Regions from separate parts of the Gossypium hirsutum genome. Here all the other regions are linked to region 1. Evidence: chromatin contacts called from public Hi-C data. All regions are on one chromosome and are shown on one strand. The core of a region is the stretch at or near the end of the contact, and the rest is flanking DNA. Distances in the headings are between cores, read along the strand shown.

What was found. A called contact is a pair of places that touch in the nucleus more often than the background predicts.
Region 2: a Hi-C map of leaf shows a contact between it and region 1, with 1.8 times the contacts expected there. The contact joins the promoter of LOC107948901 here to the enhancer-like site in region 1. A contact is called at or near these places in 3 of 34 Hi-C or Micro-C datasets (leaf and petal).
Region 3: a Hi-C map of leaf shows a contact between it and region 1, with 1.7 times the contacts expected there. The contact joins the promoter of LOC107948887 here to the enhancer-like site in region 1. A contact is called at or near these places in 2 of 34 Hi-C or Micro-C datasets (both in leaf).

What each region holds. Positions count from the first base shown.
Region 1 is chrA04:73,228,955-73,232,505 of Gossypium_hirsutum_v2.1, reverse strand. No RefSeq gene overlaps it. Among protein-coding and RNA genes, the nearest start is that of LOC121228333, 17 kb to the left of the region's middle. Within about 2 kb of position 1,910, at least 5 of the 9 cell types and tissues checked have an H3K27ac peak or open chromatin away from gene starts, as enhancers often do. A contact at or near this core is called in leaf, where this site is marked.
Region 2 is chrA04:72,948,143-72,951,693 of Gossypium_hirsutum_v2.1, reverse strand. It overlaps LOC107948901 (transcription factor AS1), which reads left to right and starts at 1,740. Exons shown (of 2, transcript XM_016883559.2): 1 at 1,740-2,078.
Region 3 is chrA04:73,488,029-73,491,579 of Gossypium_hirsutum_v2.1, reverse strand. LOC107948887 (hsp70 nucleotide exchange factor fes1) reads right to left here and starts at 1,796. Exons shown (of 6, transcript XM_016883545.2): 1 at 1,535-1,796; 2 at 1,296-1,438; 3 at 1,147-1,197; 4 at 560-781; 5 at 350-452; 6 at 1-138. The coding sequence starts at 1,620.

The DNA.
Region 1 (3,551 bases), core at 661-3,160:
CTTGACAACAATACCTATGCTAATTGATTTAATACTCAATTGACGGTGTTGTTTTAATTTCTTTAAATATTGAAATTGTGTAGTGAATGCTATTAAATATTAGGTTAGTAATTATATAGATGGGATAATTGAGTGAAAAATAAATAATTGATTAATTGGTTTAGGTAAAGTTAAAGTTTCAAATATTTAAAATTGATTGAAAAATTTAAAAAAATTTATTATTTTAATTTAATAAAATCTCCTTAATTAGCTTAATTAATTTTAATAGCATTTAGAATTTATTTTATTGATCTAGATTAGATAAAAATTAAATAGTTAATACGTAGCAACTTAAGATTTGGTCTCATGAGAACACACCTTTTCATCACTTAATTACTTCAATTGATACATTCAATTATTTTACAAATTTCACTCATCAAGTTTTCGACGTTGTTACTAAATTCTAACTACATCCTCTGATTATCGATGCTATTTCAATAAGGTCCTTTCGTTATTAAAATCATTAATTTAACTTTTAAATGATACGTCAGATTTTATATGACATTATTTAAAATGAAAACTTTAAAGGAAAATAAATATTATAAAAATAGATGTTGTAAAAGTCTTGATTTTATGGTTCTCAAAGCTTTTATAGAAACAATATTTCATACTCTTTTTTCTATTTTACTCTATTTTTATTTTTAATTTTAAAAATTATGCGACAATATTTTACTTTTCTTTAAAATTTCATTTTTAATTATTTCGCATAAGATTTTACACGTCTTGAAATGTTTAAAATAACAGTTTCAATAATAAAAAGGTTTTATTAATTTAATAGTAATAGTTTAAAAATATAATTAAAACGTTTTAAAGTTTAGAAACTAATTTAAATTGAGGGTCATAATTTGAGGATCTTTTATTGATTGACTTTTTTTCTTATAATATTTGAGTTAATTAACATTTTAAATAATTAAAATAATATTCGATTATTTGTGAAATTAAACTCAATAAAAAATTTAATGCTAGTAGAGATGAGTCGGCCGAGAAGGCCGAAATATAGAAGATATAATTTTTTTTTATTTTGAAAATGTTCTAAAAAATGAAAAATCATGTTTGTCCGACTTGACCCGATTACCCGACATTTACCCTTGACTTAGCGAAGCCGGTATTGTCAAATGGACCATAGAGCCGAGGGCTATGGACGTATTTTACAGAAAAAAAGAAAAAAGGCCCTTATAAGGCCCCTTCATTTTCGTTGCAATGGATACATCGCCCAAAGCTACTTCATTTCTAAACCTTTAGATGATGGATTTTCTTTTTTCTTTCTTTCTAAACTTAACACGATTATATTGGAACAAAATAAAGTAAATTTATGATGATATTTAAATTAGAATAAAATTCAAACGGGAAATTTACATAAATGATACTCAAATTTAAGAATTTTATACTTTAATCTCTTGTTATTGAATCTAGGCTATTAGTAAACACATTGATAATGTTTTTTTTAATAATTTTATTATAGATTCTGATTATATATGTTCTTTTTGACACAATATTTAGAATTATTTATAGCTTCTTCTCAACCCATAAATAGGAGCATAATACGCTACACTCAAACTCACATCATTCTGTATTGACAATAATATTCATGCCAATTGAATTAAAATTATTAACAAATAATTTCTAAGGTATACGAAATAAACAGTAATTAATAGGCCACACAGAAATCAATAGATTTAATCGTATTTAAATGTGTTTGTAATAATTGTATCGTTGTCCTTTTCATTAAATGTATAGTGTGTTTGTATTGTTTCCAAAATTTGTAGACTAAGATACACTAGATTCTTGCATTAGATACAGACAAACAATAATTATCCATTACGGTTTTAGGTAAACGAGACACTAACAATTAAGGAACCTCTTCTTTATTAAGCCTAACGCAGCTATTGTTTTAGAAACTGGCTCAGACCTAGGCCTAGGGGCGTAGGCAAGGTCACAGGCCGAGGCCTGGCCTCCCTCCTCTTTCACATTGTTTTCAAATTTTCATGCTTAAATGTGGTAAATAATTTTCTTTTAGCTTCAAAAAAAAATTATAATTTTCTCTCTTTTTATTTATTTATTTATTCTCACTCTTACAAAAAAATTCTGGCTCCTAGGACTGCAAAATAGAGAATACTGTTTGAACCATGGAAGCATGTGAGAGCACCAAGATTTGCTGATAACAGAAACAAGGTAGGGTTAACTCTATGCCATGTATCCAACTTGCAACGGGGGAGGGGACCATGTGAGGTCCATTGAGAGCACCATCAATTATTTTATGATGGTTAAAGGAGGATTCTAGTATCTTAGCTAAAAAGAGAGGCTGCAGATAACATTTGCAGATGGAAATTAAACAATTTTCTATTACTTGTGGCTTTGATGACATGTTATGAGGTTACTGAGCATATGGGCCACAGAAACATAGTAATAATAACAAAATGAAATAGTGGATTGATTGACCAAATGGTGAGTGAGGACATCCGATTCTTGGTTTGTAGCATGAATCAAGCCAATGCAAAATCAAACTGTAAGCACCTCAAAATCAACATGAAAGGCCAAGAAAAGTCTTCAACATATCCAATGAGCAGTCTAGTTGGCTAATAAATTCTGGGTTTGTTGCGATTAGAACATTAAACATGTCTGCAGTTGAATTGATGGAAATGATCCTAAAAAGAAGCAGAAAATATACTTTCAATGATAAATGTGAACTAAATAGAGTAATTGAGCGTGGATTTACATGATTTGGAGTGAAGGGAGGGGTGGATAAGTGGGGTTAAAACAAGTGTAATATGGTGTCATGGTAAAGGATGCACCTCTCCACACCTCCATCTCACTCTCTATCATCCAAGAGTGAAGTTAGAACAAATTTTTAGGGGTCGAATGAAATTTTAATTTTGTATAGTATATACTTTTATAATTTTTAAAGGATTAAATCGAATTTTTATAATTTTAGAGGGGTCAAAGTATAATTTTACGTTTATTAATTTAAAATTTTTAAAAAATTTCAATAGTCTAAATAAAAAATTTCCATTTAGGGGGGCCAGGGTCTCTACCAACCCCCCGTATCCGCCTTTTCTATCATCCTCTTTAATCTCGTCCAAATCAATTTCACCATCTGTCACTTCCATATTACAAATCGGAGAAGGGGAACGATAAAATATTGATATTTGGGATGTTAACAAGCAGTCTTATGCATGAATATATTAAATATCAAATTTAAAATTAGGGAGTTGTTATATATTTTTAAAAAAATTTATAAAATTACATGGATGCCCTCTTGATGGAATTTCTGATTTTCTCTCCATATTTCTCTCTCATCATGTAATAAATCGTGAGATTGTTAATATAAACACACTTTCTCATAACGTAATTAATGTAAAAATATTTTCTCATAATATAATAAATATAAACATGCTTTTTCATAATAAAAAAATACTTCTCAATAAAACGGGTTGAGAGTATGAGAAGTATTACATTTATCTACATAATTAATTTTTATTTATTTTTATTTTGCTAAAGCTTAAATATATTTG
Region 2 (3,551 bases), core at 491-2,990, 280 kb after region 1:
TAACTATTCATAACAGTAAAATACAATAAAGTAGTCGTCTCGACATCGACACCCATATCAAATCAATTACTTATTTGTAACAACAAAATATAAGATTCTTAAGGAAAATATTGAAAAATACGCCCATGCTCCTACTAATGTTTTTTCATAGTTATGAAATAATTAGACAATAAATTTTAATTGTAGCATTCAACAGTAGGGGTGTTCATTCGGTTAACCGACCGGTTAACCGACTCGAAATTACTATAACTGAATTAATCGACCTTCCAAAAATTTTAACCGTTAACCGAACCGATTTTTTTTAAAAAAAATTTAACCGAACTGAAATTTTTTCGGTTAATAAAGTCGGTTAACCGAATTAACCGAAAATTATGTATTTTTTATTTTTGGTTAAAAATTACCCGAATTACCCGAATTACCCGAATTACCCGAATTAACCGAATTAACCGAATTAACCGAATTACCGAAAAATACCCGAATTTTTTTATTTTTTATTTTTAAAATTTAAAAAATTTATAAATTATTAAAGTAAATTGGATTTTAGACTTTAGTAAATTGGGTTGTCTTTTAGTTTTAGTTTTATTGGATTGGGTAATTGGGTAAACTTTAGTTTTAGTTTTATTGGGTTGGGTAATTGAGTTTGGGTTGGGTTGGATAATTTTATTTATTAATTTTTTCGGTTTCGGTTAACCGACCGGTTTCGAACCGAATTAACCGTTAACCGAAAAATCATAAAAAAATTAACCGACCCCCGACCGAAAAAATTCGGTTAACCGGCCGAATTCGGTTAATCGGTCAGTTAACCGAATTTTTTCGGTTTTACCCGAATTATGCACACCCCTATTCAACAGGGGCGTAGCCGGGGCTAACATCGCCCCGGCCCTCCTTAAAATAAAAAATTTTATTTTAGATTCTTGAAATTTTTTAAAAATTTTAAATTAATAAAAGTAAAATTATACTTTAACCTCCTTAAAATTATAAAAATTCAATTTAATCTTTTACAAATCATAAAAATATAAACTATAAAAAACTAAAATTTCATTCAACACCTTTAAAAAAAACTTACACCCATCAATATACTCATAAAAAAATATTTTGAATAATAATTTTTAAAAAAAGTGTAATTAGATAATAAATTAAATTTTTGAGATATCAAAATAAATAAAAAATAAAAAACAAGCAAAGTAATTTGTTGAGTAAACTACAAAAAATAGTCATTAAATTTTAGTTATTTTTTTATAACTAAATCATTCGTCCATCAATTGTCGTTACAGTATTAACGAAAGAATGATATGATACATTAACTAATTTAATCTTGGACTATTGTTAAAATATCTTATTTAATCTTTTTTACAATTTTTTAATAATATTTTTAAAAAATTATAAAAATATCATAAAGTTCTTAAAATTCATAAAATTAATTAATTATTTTTAAATTATAAAAATATTTTTAAATTTATAATTATGTAAAAGTTAAAAAATCATAAAATCCTTAAAAAAATTAACCTGTTAATTTAAATTTCAAAAATTATAAAAACGTCAAAAATTCTTCGAAAAGAATTCTGAATTTTTGTTATTTTAAATTTTGAAATTTATTTTTTTAACTATAATTAGATAAAAAAATAAAATTTCATAAAATTCTAAAAAAACAAACAAGAAAAGCAATTTTTTTAGGTATTGAATTAAATAAAGAGGAAATTATAATAGAGTTAAAAGTAATAAATAAATATAAAAATAAAGAGAAAAAGGGACGTAACGTATCACTGACATCTGAGAGGTGCTTCTGAGCGGAGCAGAAGGTCGAGTCTACATCATACTCGTCTCCTTGTGCCGCGAAACGCGGACTATAGTCCCCCCCTCCCCCTTCTTTCTTTTCTTTTTTTTTTCTCATTTTATTATCTTTCTCCCCCCATCCATCCCCCTTTGCTTGAGAGAGTTTGTGTGTTTTGGTTGTTTGGACTGTCGGCTTTGATTTTATGTTCTCCTTAATCCTTTGCTGTTCTTGTCGGAGATTGTAAGCTTGAAGATGCAACCAACACAAAGTTTAAATTTGGGCACTTGAACTCAAAGAAAATATGGTGAGCTCTTTTATCCTGTTTTTTCCATTAGTTTTTAAGTATTTATTTCACATTTTCTCTATCTGTTTAATCCTTGTTCTGGACTTCTCTTTGTGCTTCCAAGAAGCTATTTTTAAGGCTCTGTTTTGCTTCAATTTTATTAAAAATTTTATCTTTCTTTTTTTATCTTTCTTAGTTTTCGCGGCAGCCAAACGTTTACTCAGTTGAAGATTTTGGTGGCAGCTCCCACACATAATTTCTAATTATTCCCAGCAATACTTGTTTGATGATAATCTTAAACATAGTAAACTGTTTTTTCCCCAGTTCTTGAAACTGGGTTTTTCAGTAATGTCCCGGTCCTTATCCTGGGAATATTTACAGTCTAACAAATCAGCTGATGAACCCTATTATTTTGCCCTGCAGCTGTAATTTTCTGAAGATTTTGTGTCATAAATATGGGAGATGAGTTGAATAAATATATTGTGGGCTGGTACAAGTCATAACATCCCTGTTTGATTGATTATCGATATACCATCTCTACTAGACTCTTATTTGGTTTGCTTGTCTATATCTTTAACACATTTTTATGGGATGTTTTAGTAGATTAGTTTTAACTAATGACTTAAATAATTTGGTTTATAGTTGTGTAAAGATGAAAGTCTCTGTATTGCCAGCTGTTGCGGTACAATTAGGTTGTAATCCGGTGTCAGGGGCCGCTAGCAAGTTTTATATGACACAAACTTGGGCATTTTATCAATTATTGTATATATATATATATATATATTATCTTTTTCCGCATTGTTTTGCTGACTCCACTACAGATTGTTGTCACTGGCTGTATGATAGCTTTTGCTATGGCAGAATTGAGTTTTGCATTCAGTCATTGTTTAAGATCACTCCTCTTGTGATACTTGATCTTGTTTTTGGTATTGTAGTACATCTTGTCTTGTTTCTCCACCCCCCCCCCTTTCCCCTTGTCTTTCTGTGCAGTGATTGGTAGTATTATGTTACTTGTACTTTGTACTTGACTTTATAATCAATGCCTAGTTGTACCAACAATTGTCAGCATTTATCCACACATCTTATTTAACAGCATGATTGTGCATCCTCATTTTGATGATTGGCTAGCCATCTCTTTTCTTGGCCAACCCGAAAGTTTGTCAACTCTTAGTTGAAACTAGTGGAGTTTTAGGTGTTATTATATTTAGCTTTGCCTTTGTATTTTATTTTTATGCAAGGAACAAATTCTGACATTGTTATTCAATTGGTTTCCGCATGCATATTTGCTATCAGACTTCATATGTTGTAAACTGTTAACTATCTGAGTGAGGCTAATTTGGAAGGTGTTTGGAGTTCTTGATTCCCGCTTTTAGATCTGGAATTTTATTCTTCAATCACTTCTGATCTCGGTGTGTGTTGTGTGCAAGGCATGGTGTTCTCTTAACTTCCATTTTTTACACCCTTGGTGTCATGATACTTGTTTAAGGTCTAGAA
Region 3 (3,551 bases), core at 547-3,046, 260 kb before region 1:
CGAAGAGCAGCTTCTCTTACTTCTGCATCCTCACTCGAGGCAAGATGCAACATTACACGAGGGAGCCCCAGCTCGTTTACAACATTGCAATCTGAATTATTTTCATGCAGTAGATATTGAATCAAGTTCAAGGCTTTCCTGGAAGAAAAAGAGAATTAAATGAGAAAACCAGAGTAGGGAAACTAACCAGAGAAAAAATACACAAGTGATCTTTGAACTATAGGAATTTATTTGATATCTAAAAATCATTTCCTCATACGTCGGAGACAGCCTAGAACGAAACCCCGAAACATAATAACAGCAAAAAGATGATGCAGACCCGGACTGCAAAGACCTATCCCAAGATTACCTTTGAAATCTTACACTATCAGCTCCCAAAGCATCTCTCAAGGCTGCATAACCATTTGCAAGTCGAAATGCAGCAATACCGGGTTTGTTGTGGCGGATCAAGGCTGAAATCCAATTGCAAAAAAAAAAATGTCATGTCATGTTTTTGTATGAGCATGTTCACTGAAATTAAGAATTAAGAAGTATACTATAGAACAACAGTTGTACCCACAAGATATTGCACCAAGTGCTTTGGTTCGAACAGTTACATCAGGGTCAGAGGTAAAACTGGAAAGGAGAGGCTCTAAGCCATTTGCTTCCATAACCAACTGTTGACTCCGGGGATTATTTTGTACAATGGTGGATACGACTTCTGCAGCTTTGGCTCGAATATTAGCATGTGAATTCTTCAGATAACCAAGGAGAGGGACTAAACCACCAATTGAGTGTAGATCTGCTCAAATGCACAGACTGTGTTAAGTATAAATTTTTTGAAAGTGGATGAGAACAAACAGGCTAAAGATCCGTTGAAAAGACTAGAGGGCTGAATAAAGGGCGACGTTTTTTTCCTACAGCCATTTCACAGAAAAAACTTATATTTGTAGGAACAGTATCAAGGCGAAAATAGAAGTTATATGATGCAACAAGTCTATGAAATTGAAAATCCCAATTCCATTATTGGTAGCATCCTAAAGAATTACTTATCCCAAAAAATGAAATTCTAAGCAGCCAATGTAATGCATCAAATTGAGCATTCATTATGAAGAAATCAGTTAGTAAAGAACAGCTAGGTAATAATCTCAAAACAATAAAACTTACCATTTGCCATGTCAATAGACTCAACGTGCTCTTGCAACTCATCCAACATATCTGCCACCATCAAATCAGTAAGCAAACAAAGCTACTCTTAAAACCTAGAAACAAAAAAAAAAAAGCTTGAAAACACCTTGGGGATTGTGCAATAGTACCTTGGATATCAGCAGCTGTAACTCCTTGAGCTTCCAAAACCTGCTCTGGAGTTTGCATAACCATAGTTATCTCTTTCATTCGCTTAATCACATCAACGGTCTGCGATTGCATTGCTTCCATAAACCATCTTTTATCTTCCTCACTATACAAATAAACGAATAATTGATTACCCGCTAAATATCAATTGACGATCGTAAAAGAAACAAAAAGGCCCTTGAGGAAAAAAAGATGGGGTTACCTTAAATTACGAGTAGGTCGAGTTCTATCAGAGTTAGCAATGCTCCACTTCAGCAATCCATCCCAGTTGGGTCCATCTTTGGCCATAGTTTCTTATTCTAACTAAATCACAACCTTTGTTTCTTGCAAATAAATTGAACAAGGGATTCTGCAGAACTGGTCGGAATTCCTTTTAATAGAGAATTTCAGCGAAAATTCTAGGCGATTCGAGACTTTTCGTTTTAGATTAGAAAGTGGCGGAAAACGCTGCAACCAACCGACTTTTCTCGACTGAAAGACCTAAGCTGTGCATTTTGATTGGACCTACCCATGGGCCCAAATTCGCTATGTCAGTTTGGGTTTAAAGGCCCAGTATATTTGCATACTTCTAGGCTTTTTATTTCTTTTACAAAGTGTTCGTTTAAGGGTAAATTCCAGTAGATGTCACTCAAATTATGAGTGTTTTTTTATTGGTCAAACCGTGAATTCCTTAACTGCAAATCCTATGTGGCTATTAATTCCTTAACAGTGATATTAATTTTATGTAACAAAATTTTATAAACCCAATTATAAGTAAAAACCAAAATATCCCATCCCACACTATTGCCATACTCTTTCACCTTACGACCATCACCCACTAACCCTCACTCCCAACATTACTAGCCAATCCAAAGCAATTCATAAACAACACCCAAACAAAATATTAAAAAAACCATACAAACAACAAAATTTACACACAAATAAAAGAATTTACATCCATACCAACAACAACAAAATTAAAAACACCCAATCCTATACAAAACTCATACCATTACAATCCTCACCAATCCTTGAATTCATCAAACTTCCTCCCCAAAACCCATACAACCACAAAATTTTACACATATTTACCTAAAATTCATCCACACCCAAAACATGATCAAAAGAGGAACAACTCACATTTTGGGGTTGAAGTTACTTAAACCTCAAAAATAATTTTTATTTATTTTTATTAAAATATTATTTTTAATCTAATTATTCTTCTTTTATATTGATTTTTTTAATTTGTAATATATCTTTTATACTTATTTTTTAATTTCTAAAATTTTAATAACCTATTTTTTTCCTAAATCAGTTTTTTATCTAAACAAGTCAATTATAAATACTAGTATTTTAAATTGATGAATTTTAAAATGCTAGCATTTTAAAAATCTCAAAAATTTTAAAATACTTCATCCAAACACACTCTTAAGGTTAAACGGGATTTTAAGTTTAGAAAAGAAAAAAGATGTAACCTTCCCAACCTAGCCTAGACTTTAAGTCTGAATTTGGAAAATTACATTAGCCACTAAAATGGCCTAGCAGGGTTACTGAAGTTTATAAACAGTCATATTAAAACATTTGTTTATTTTAGTAGAAAACATAGTCTATTTTTGGAAAAGTTTACTAGTTATTAAAAAACCGATTTAGATTAACTTTCCTATGTAATGGTGACCACTTTCAAGAAAACATAGTTAATTTTTCATTTACAATCTAGCAACGGAAAAATGATATTCAACTTAGTTTTAATTTAGTAAAAATCAGAATTTATGCATAAATAATTAAAAACCATATTTTCCATATCCTAAAATTAAATTAAATGTCATGCATGCTATTTAAACTCAAATCGTGAGTCTTGTGCCACAAATCTAAAATAAAACAATATAGTCTCTGAGTAACAAAATATCAAATAATAAATCTAAAATATTTTAATAAAAACAAAACAAAATCGAAACCCTCCAAATGTCATGCTCTCGTCCTAACCTAGTGGGTTATCTGTAGAGATGGTAATAAAAGGGGAGTGAGCTATGAAGCTCATTCTGAATTCAATCATAAGAAAATCAATGCAAACAGTCGATGAAACATACTAAATAGTAATGCATAGAATGATCACAATCAATTATCAATTCAGAGTATCAATTTTATGAATCAATCATCAATGTAATATCTCAGAATTCACAGTTTATGTATGCACGCATTTATGAATGGCAATGCAATTTCATTATATTAAAGAAAAATCC